Linked DNA regions of Mus musculus: regions 2 and 3 are each linked to region 1. The links are chromatin contacts, called in public HiChIP or PLAC-seq and promoter capture Hi-C maps. All regions are on one chromosome and are shown on one strand. The core of a region is the stretch at or near the end of the contact, and the rest is flanking DNA. Distances in the headings are between cores, read along the strand shown.

Region 1 (2,700 bases), core at 105-2,604:
CTTGTAGATGTTTCTCTGGCTCTCCCAGTCACTTAAGGTTGAAAGCTCATCACTGGGGTGTGTGAAGCATTTAGTACTGATTTTGCTTTTAATATTTTAAAGTCTTCTCCCAACTTCCCCAGTCATTGTACACCCCATTAACAAAAGATCTCAGTCACATCATCAATGGCATTTAAAAATGAACCAATAGAATTCTACCGTCTATTGGTCACTTACTTACCCATAGCTTGGAGAGTATTGGAGGGCCCTTTTGATCAAGTCGTCTTCAAACCGGATGGTGCTTCCGTTTTCCACAGTGAAGGCAGCTGACTTAAAGGGGAACATGCTCGGGTTTGGAGATCCAGGAGCCAGGGAGATGAGGGTTTTTGGTGCTTTGCTCAGTATGTCCGCTATGATAAACACAAAAAGAAGAAAAAAAATGTGTCCACCGTCCTGTGGTCTGAACATTAATGTCCCTGACCAAGTCCTATACTCGACTCTAGTACTTGATATGCTATATTAAAGATGGGATTAGATCATTAAAAACTCTGCCGTCAGAAATGGAATTAGTGTTCTTACAGAAGAGACCGAGCTGCAGCGAGAAGCATCATTTATTTGGATTTGTCCTCACTGGGTACCTGATGTTGGGCATGGCAGTCTCCAGAGCCGACAGAACATTCTTGCTGTTTATTAAATTACCACTCCTCTCCTCTAGTCTGACAAAGCAGCATACTGGGCTAAGACTGAATGCTAGTCTGAAATAAATACAAAGTAAATTTTTCTAGACTTTCTCACTGGGGGAGGAATCCAAGAATGCAGATGGCGAAGAAAAATGGAGAGGGCCCCAGCAGCAGAAGGCCTTTTTCCCTGTTGCCCAATACCTGTGTGTGTCCCAACTCCACCTCTGGGTCCCATTCCCCAGTCCTTTAAGAGCCTTTCTCTACAGCTGGCTTGAAAGATGTGCCTCATGCTTGGCCCTTTGGCTCATCTCCAACACCTCAGCAAAAATACTCACTGCCTTGCCTTGCCTTCCAAGCCAAGCTCTTAGTGAACAAAAGTTAAATAACTCCTCCTTCACTAATGCTCACAGGTTGTCTTCACACTTGAATGAATGGGCACAAACCCTAGCGGTGAGCGCCAAAACAGGGCACCATGCAGAGCTTCCGCTAAGAAAACTCCACTCTTGCAGAGCAGGGAGGGCTCTGGCTTTGTTTTTCACCTGTAGTTCTGATGGGAGATGGCTTTCTGGCCAGGCTCGTTGCAGTGAGGAACCGTGAGTAATTCATGTCTCTGCTGGTCGCGTGGAGCAGGATTCAGAAAGCCAGTCACTCGGGATGCACTGTTAGCTGTCCCTGTGTAGTGCCACCCAATCTGCCTGCCTACCGGCTGCGGTAGGTGTCTGAGATCTAAATAGACCCGGGTCAGGAGGCAGAAGGGACAAAGTCCATCCACAGAGGGGCAGTGGCTGACCCGGGTGCCCTCTCCCGCCCCGCCGGCCGGCCTATGGCAGCTGACCACAGGCAGCCCAAGTCACTGGTCAGGGATGGGCTTGGAGAGACGAAAACCGCTAGGCCCTGCTGTGATGCACGATAACAACAGGGATCGGTGCCCGAATTCACATAAACGCAGCGTGGATTCTTGACCTTGCTGCTCAGAGTCTCGCAACTGCTCAGAGCCTCGCAGCACAGCTTTGCTATTGGCCAGCCCCCCAAACCCTCCCCTTCAGATCTTTGAAATGAGCCTCTGGAAGCTGATGGTATCTCAGGATCCTGGTCCTTTAGTACCCTCTGGTGGTAGTTTTATTCCATTGCAGCAGGCATTATAATAGGTGCTTAGCCTTGTTTCTCAGTATCAAGGTGTCTGTCTCTCTGTCTCTCCCTGTCTCTCTCTATCTCTCTGTCCCTTTCTGTCTCTCTTTCCCTTCCCTCTCTCACCCCCACCCCCCAAATCTTCAAGGGGACCCAGATGAATTCAGGTAACTTTACAAAGTAGAAGCCCGGTAGAGTAAGTGGGGATAGTTACTCCCAACCCCAAATTTGAAGACTAAATCTGCAGTCTCCTCGATTCTCAGCCTCTTCTCCCACTGAGTTCCAAAGCTTCCACTGTGTAAGTGCTCGGTTGAAAGTGTGTTGGGTATGGTGAAGATAAAGCGATTATCGAGTATGAAATTACCTGGTTGATGACCATACAAAGAGAAACTGTCTTAAGTTCACAGTTATTTAAAGGAGGGAGCGGTGAATGAATCGCTCAAGGAGTACTTTTGGAAGCTGAGGTGCCTGGGCCATATAGTGAGTGAATTCCAAAATTAATAAAGAACAGCTGAAAACTCAGGGTTCAAGCTTGTCCCTGGGAACAGGACATCTCATGACGTTTGAGGTGTCAGCTTTATTTGACCACTGTAGCTTAAACTAGCTGTGTCAGGCAAGGACTTTGCATCCAAGAGGATGGTCCTCGGGCTGGCAAGAGGGGCTTTGGAGTTATAACCATTCTGACTCTAAAAATAATACGTGCCACAGATAGCCTGACTTCTCAGTGTTGGAGGCCAGCCTCTTCCTGCACTCGTACACTCTGAAGACAGAGCACGAGGCATAGACTCTAAGACCATCAAATCATGAAATAAAGATTCTTTAAAAAAAAAAAAGCTTGCTGCGTTTTCTATGCAGACTTTTCTGTGTTTTAGTTAAGTTTAAATATTGTCTTGATAAAACACCATGACCAAGG
Region 2 (2,700 bases), core at 11-2,510, 1.0 Mb before region 1:
ATGCCTGGGAATATCTTGTGCTCATGATAATTTGCAGGCAGGAAGCTTCAGGCTCCGCCCTAAACACTGACATGTAATGTTAGAGCCTTGCTGTTGCTTCTGTGTGTGAGTGAAATGTGCTAGCAATCTTGCTTTTGCTTAAGAGATGGGCTGCCGATCAAGGGGGGAGCCCGTATGCTATATGTGTATTGTGTAAAGTAAATGGAGAAAAACGTGGTGCTGACTTCCCCCTTCTTCATTTGAGAAAATTCTGTGCACCACTGAAGTTGCTCGCCCGTGCACAGATAGCCTTCTGGAGGGACGTAGCACCCACATGGTTTTTACCCACAGTGTCTGCTTCCTAGGAGTGTAGAGTAGATAGCCTTCCCTTCTTATTTTCAACTGTTCCTCCCCACCCCTTCCAAGAAAAGTAGTCGGTGTTTGCTTGCTTATTTATTTGTGTGGCTTTTGTTTGTTTGTTTTATTTTGAGAATAGGACTTTAAGATGATTTTAAATATCACACAAACTCAACTCCAGATGCTTTCTGCTAGCCTATGAAATTGTATTGAGCCCGGATCATGATTCACTGAAAAAAAAAAAAAAAAAAAAAAAAAAAACTGCACCCCTCCCCCCACCTCCCTGCGTTCCCCTCCCCCCACCCTCCCGCGGTTTGTTAGCAAGGGAGGTGTGTCTCAGGAGATGCTGACTCGGACCTCTGTGTCTGGCCCAGGAGTACAAAGTCTCTAGCTGCGAGCAGAGGCTGATTAGCGAGATTGAGTACCGGCTGGAGCGCTCCCCTGTGGATGAGTCGGGAGACGAGGTGCAGGATCCAGATGTGCCTGTGGAGAACGCAACAGCTCCCTTCTTTGAGATGAAGCTGAAACACTACAAGATCTTTGAGGGGATGCCGGTGACTTTCACGTGTCGAGTGGCTGGGAATCCAAAGCCAAAGGTAAGCCAAAAAATGAAAAAATAAATCACTTTTTAAGGACTGATATAAGGAAAAAAAGCAATGGAGGAGGGAGAAATCCTCTAGTTACACTTTTGTTTCATCAGAAATAATCAAATCACTAAAAATGTATGACTAGGAGAGATCATGCCTTATAATTTAATTTTAGAGCCAAAAGTTAATCTAATTCTGGTGATTACTGCATAACACAGTTTTCATATCTTGGATCTGACTTTAAAAAAAAAAAATGGAGTTAGAAAACCAGGTGCGGTGGCTCACACCCTTAATCTCGGCACTCGGGAGCAAAGGCAGACAGATCTCTGTGAGGTCAAGGCCAGCCTCATCTACATAGTGAATTTTGAGCCAGCCAGGGGCTCATAGTGAAACCCTGCCTCAAGCGAAAAAGGGGGAGTTAGAAAAACTATGGCAGTAAGAGTCTAATATTCAGGACTAAATGTGTCCAGTCTTTTCCCAGTGGGAGGAAATGGACGGAAGGTTTTTCACTAATATTTAGGTGAACACACTCAGCAACGAGTTCTATCGTGCTCATTCCTTCCCTGCGTTCTTTCCCCCTCCAGCTGGTTCTGTCTCCTAGCTAGACACCTTTAATATTACACCTGTCCCATTACCTTATAAAACTTGGAACTTTAGAAAAAGCTTTTCCGTTTTCTGGGGAGACATTTGACAGAGCACACAAGGAGGTCAGAGGACAACCCATGGGAGTCACTTCTCTCCTGCCACATGGGTTCTAAAGATGGAAGGCACCCTCGCCCTAGCCCTTTCAGATTCAAATGCTTTGGAGTTGGATTAGTATGTCAGTTTGTGTTCTCAAATTTCGTGTATATCTATTTTAAAGAAGAAATTATTTTAAAACATAAGGGGTTAAAGTAGGCTTCTGTCAACAATCAGGCAGCTCCCCCGACCCCGCTTTTGGTTACAAGAAGAAAATGACAGTGGGAAACCATGTGGTTTGAAAGGGAATCCTAACCAGCAGCACTTACTGCACCCTCGTCACGTGGCTCACAGCCCAACTCCAGCTCCAAGAGACCCGGTGCCTGGTTCCAGCCTCTACAAGTGCGCACACACGCACGCACACACGCACGCAGCACACACAACTTTTAAAAACTAAAAGGAAGTTGAATTTTGCTGTTCCTGCTTGTGTTGCTCACAATTCAGTCTCCTGCGAAGATGCTGGTTTGCCGGGTTTTCACAGTGCCCTCTGCAGACTGGGCACTGTTATAGCAGCTGACGGGGAAGAGCGCATTCTCAGTCTGCCTCCTTGTTTCCTTCCACAGATCTATTGGTTTAAAGATGGGAAGCAGATTTCTCCGAAGAGCGATCACTACACCATTCAGAGAGACCTTGATGGGACCTGCTCTCTCCACACCACGGCCTCTACCCTAGACGACGATGGGAACTACACCATCATGGCTGCCAACCCTCAGGTGAAAACAGATGGAGGCTGGGCTCTGGTGGTATTGGGGTTGCCAGCCTTTGATTAGGCACAGGAACTGCTTAATTAAAAGGCGAAGTTGTACTTTTTTTTTTAACCTATAAAACTGTTTTCCACATCTTGTATCCACCTCTCTCTCGATGATAGAAACTTTCTTTGCTTTGCAAGCATTTATTCCATCACGAATTCCTATAGGAAGGATCCTGGCACACCCATGCATTCCTTACACAAATGCTTCCAAGGGTCTCTCATGTGATCTCCTCTTATTAGAGTTATGGAGTTGCAGCGGAGGGTGGACACAGTTTAGAGACAGAAAAC
Region 3 (2,700 bases), core at 82-2,581, 1.4 Mb before region 1:
TTTTCATGATGTAAATGAATGATTGACATGTCTTCATTTCACATATACTTATTAAGCAATGTTTAGGTCTGCAGCAATCCAGGGATTAAAAAGCACAAAGCCATTTATTAATGTGAAAATGTAATGAAATAAATAGGACATGTGAAATACCACTAGGAAGTGGGATAGCTTGAGAGGCAGAGATATGCACAGTTCTGAGTGAAAAGCCAGCTTAGTCTACATAGAGATTCCAGGCCACTTAGGGCTACATAGTGAAACCCTATCCCTAAATAAATAAATAAAAGATAGATGGATGGATGGAGAGAAAGAGAGAGAGAACGAGAGAGAGAAAGGATAGAAAAATAGGGTTAGTTCTCAAAAATCCAGCAAGACTGCTAAGTAAGAAAGAGAAGAAAGCAGGAAACTCAACAGCTATTGTGTATCTGCTATGGGTTATGCTTGGTGATAACCATATTATGAGGATACGAGCAGACTGCTGCACTTAGATAATGTACATACTACTAGGAAAAGTGTTACAAAGATTCTTACCGGAAAAGAATGTACCCGCAAGAAAGAGATTAAACCCATGTGGTAAGAACAGAACAGGCTTGCAAAATCCTAAAGTCTAAATATGCAAAGCACTGGAGTAGAGCAAGGTTTGGTGTGCCCGGGGAAGGAAGACTGTGCAGTATAAAGGATACTCTACAGTAGCCACATTTCTAGCTTTGAGTAAGTCAGCATAGTGACTGTACAGCAAGCCAATGTAAAAGGATAACGGCAAGTTGCAGAAAGATGGCAGAATATCATCAAAGTAGGAACACAAACCATCCAGCACAAATGAACTAGGGAATCCCCTATAAAGCAAACAGCTGGCAGTCCCAACAGAAAGAGTCTCCAGGCAGAGTGTCCACTGCGGTGATCTTCCAAATGAAAATAACAAATAACAACAGATAGAGCTCATATCCTTTAACTGGCTGCTCATAGCATGTAGCAGATAATAGCCGGAGTTCCCAGTTGAACTTTGTCTCCATGGCTGAGCCTCCAAAGGCTAAATGTCCTAAGTTGAACTTCCCGTTTTTCCTACATGCTGCGATAGCCTTTTGATTTTTAGATCTTTAAATTTTATCCATGTTTGTGTAGGCTTGTTTGTCTGTATATTCACTGTGTGTGTGCAGTGCCTAAAGAAGTCAGAAGTGGGTGCCAGAACCTTTGCAAATGGAGTTAAAGTTGTTTGTGAGCGTTTTGGTATTGATGGCAGGAATGAAACTGGGTCCTCTGCAGGTCCAGCAAATGCTCCTAACTGCTGAGTCATCTCTCCATTCCTTGCTGGTTCTGTAATTTCATGCAACAAACAATTTTAACATGAGTTAGAAACAGTTTACTTTCTAGATCTCCTAAAGGCACAACATTTTTATTGGTTAGACTTTTTTTCCCTCCCTATCCCAGAATTAGAGGGACTAGCTCGACCACAGACAAGGGGTCCCTGGAGGATACTTTGAGATGAACATACTTGGCTTTGAAAAGTGGAGTGAGCACACCTTTACTAGCAGGTTCACCTTCTCAGTCTACACCATACACACCAATTTGGCAGATTATAGTGATATACAATCTTGGGAATTAAGAATAAAAACAAAAATGTAAGGGCTGGAAGTTTACACAGCAGTTGAGAAAACTTGCTACTCTTCCAGAGGACTGGGATTCTGCTCCCAGTACCAACATCAGGTGGTTCACAACCAGCTGTATTGCCAGCTCCAGGAGGATACAGTGCCCCTAGCCTCCACAGATACCTGCACTTAAATGAACAGACCCCACACAGAGAGAGAGAGAGAGAGACACACACACACAAAGACATACACATAATTTAAAATAATTTTTAAACTTTACTTTAAAAACATAAAAGTGTAAATCATCGGGAATAACAAATATCTCAAAGCACCAACTAGAACAAATAAAATCAGATGTCACAAATCTTTAAAGAATATTTCCAGATAAACCATAAACTGCCTTAAAAGGGATTGTGCCTGTAGGTTGCCTATCAGATCTCTGCCCTTACAAGGGCAGGAAAGGAGATTGCAGTAGAGAGAAGGGGAGAGACTTCAATCCAGATAACAAGTGCACTGAAGGACAATTAATGAGAGATCCAGTGTATTGTTCAAAGGCAGAAAGCAATCCACAGGAAGACTTCTCTGTAAGTATGCAACCAGGGTTGGAAGAGGAAATGGAGATTTCAGAGCTGGAAGTCAGCTAGCTGGCTTAGACTAAAATAGTAACGCAGCAGAATTGCAAGACATATACTTGAACCCCTGAAGATCTGTATCACATACAAGAGGTCTTCTAACCCCACCGGGTGGAATGTGCTGCTTTCTCTACTTTCTTAGTCTGACCAAAAGATAGACAGCTTCACTGTAGGTCTCTGCCCAAGGACGCACTTCAACAATCCCAAAATGTGACTTACAAGCACCAGTTCACATACACACACACACACACACACACACACACACACAGAGAGAGAGAGAGAGAGAGAGAGAGAGAGAGAGAGAGAGAGAGAGGGAGAGAGAGACTCACTCACATCCCCATTCCTCACTTGGGAGTGCAGATCCTAGACATACACAAGAGGGAGTGGAGGAGAAGGGACAGAGTTCAGAGCTCAAGGAGGATGTTTGCGGAGACGCTGGACCTTGGAGTCCACCTGTCAGAGTTTCCAACATGTTGGTTTCTACA

The links. Promoter capture Hi-C pulls out the DNA fragments that hold promoters and counts their contacts. HiChIP or PLAC-seq counts read pairs in DNA pulled down with a chosen protein or histone mark.
Region 2: an H3K27ac HiChIP or PLAC-seq map of embryonic stem cells shows a contact between it and region 1, with 5 times the contacts expected there. The contact joins the enhancer-like site here to the promoter of Aadat in region 1. A contact is called at or near these places in 8 of 39 promoter capture datasets (the C10 cell line, cranial neural crest, frontonasal cranial neural crest and 5 more), 1 of 15 datasets of contacts at CTCF or cohesin (embryonic stem cells), 4 of 484 Hi-C or Micro-C datasets (the C2C12 cell line, the G1E-ER4 cell line, the N1E-115 cell line and 1 more), 3 of 115 datasets of contacts at active chromatin or transcription factors (embryonic stem cells and stem cell-derived neural progenitor cells) and 1 of 9 other capture datasets (adipose tissue).
Region 3: a contact with region 1 is called in a promoter capture Hi-C map of hippocampal neurons, with 6 times the contacts expected there. The contact joins the promoter of 4930512H18Rik here to the promoter of Aadat in region 1. A contact is called at or near these places in 4 of 39 promoter capture datasets (the HPC-7 cell line, embryonic stem cells, hippocampal neurons and 1 more).

The regions. Positions count from the first base shown.
Region 1 is chr8:60,504,778-60,507,477 of GRCm38.p6, reverse strand. Aadat (aminoadipate aminotransferase) reads right to left here and starts at 1,354. Exons shown (of 13, transcript NM_011834.2): 1 at 1,199-1,354; 2 at 221-389. The coding sequence starts at 1,265.
Region 2 is chr8:61,531,586-61,534,285 of GRCm38.p6, reverse strand. Palld (palladin, cytoskeletal associated protein) reads left to right here. Exons shown (of 22, transcript NM_001293772.2): 15 at 711-932; 16 at 2,225-2,374. Among named protein-coding and RNA genes, the nearest start is that of Cbr4, 45 kb to the right of the region's middle. Within about 2 kb of position 1,260, at least 10 of the 459 cell types and tissues checked have an H3K27ac peak or open chromatin away from gene starts, as enhancers often do. A contact at or near this core is called in the N1E-115 cell line and embryonic stem cells, where this site is marked.
Region 3 is chr8:61,909,436-61,912,135 of GRCm38.p6, reverse strand. 4930512H18Rik (a long non-coding RNA gene) reads right to left here and starts at 1,331. Exons shown (of 3, transcript XR_870457.3): 1 at 1,187-1,331.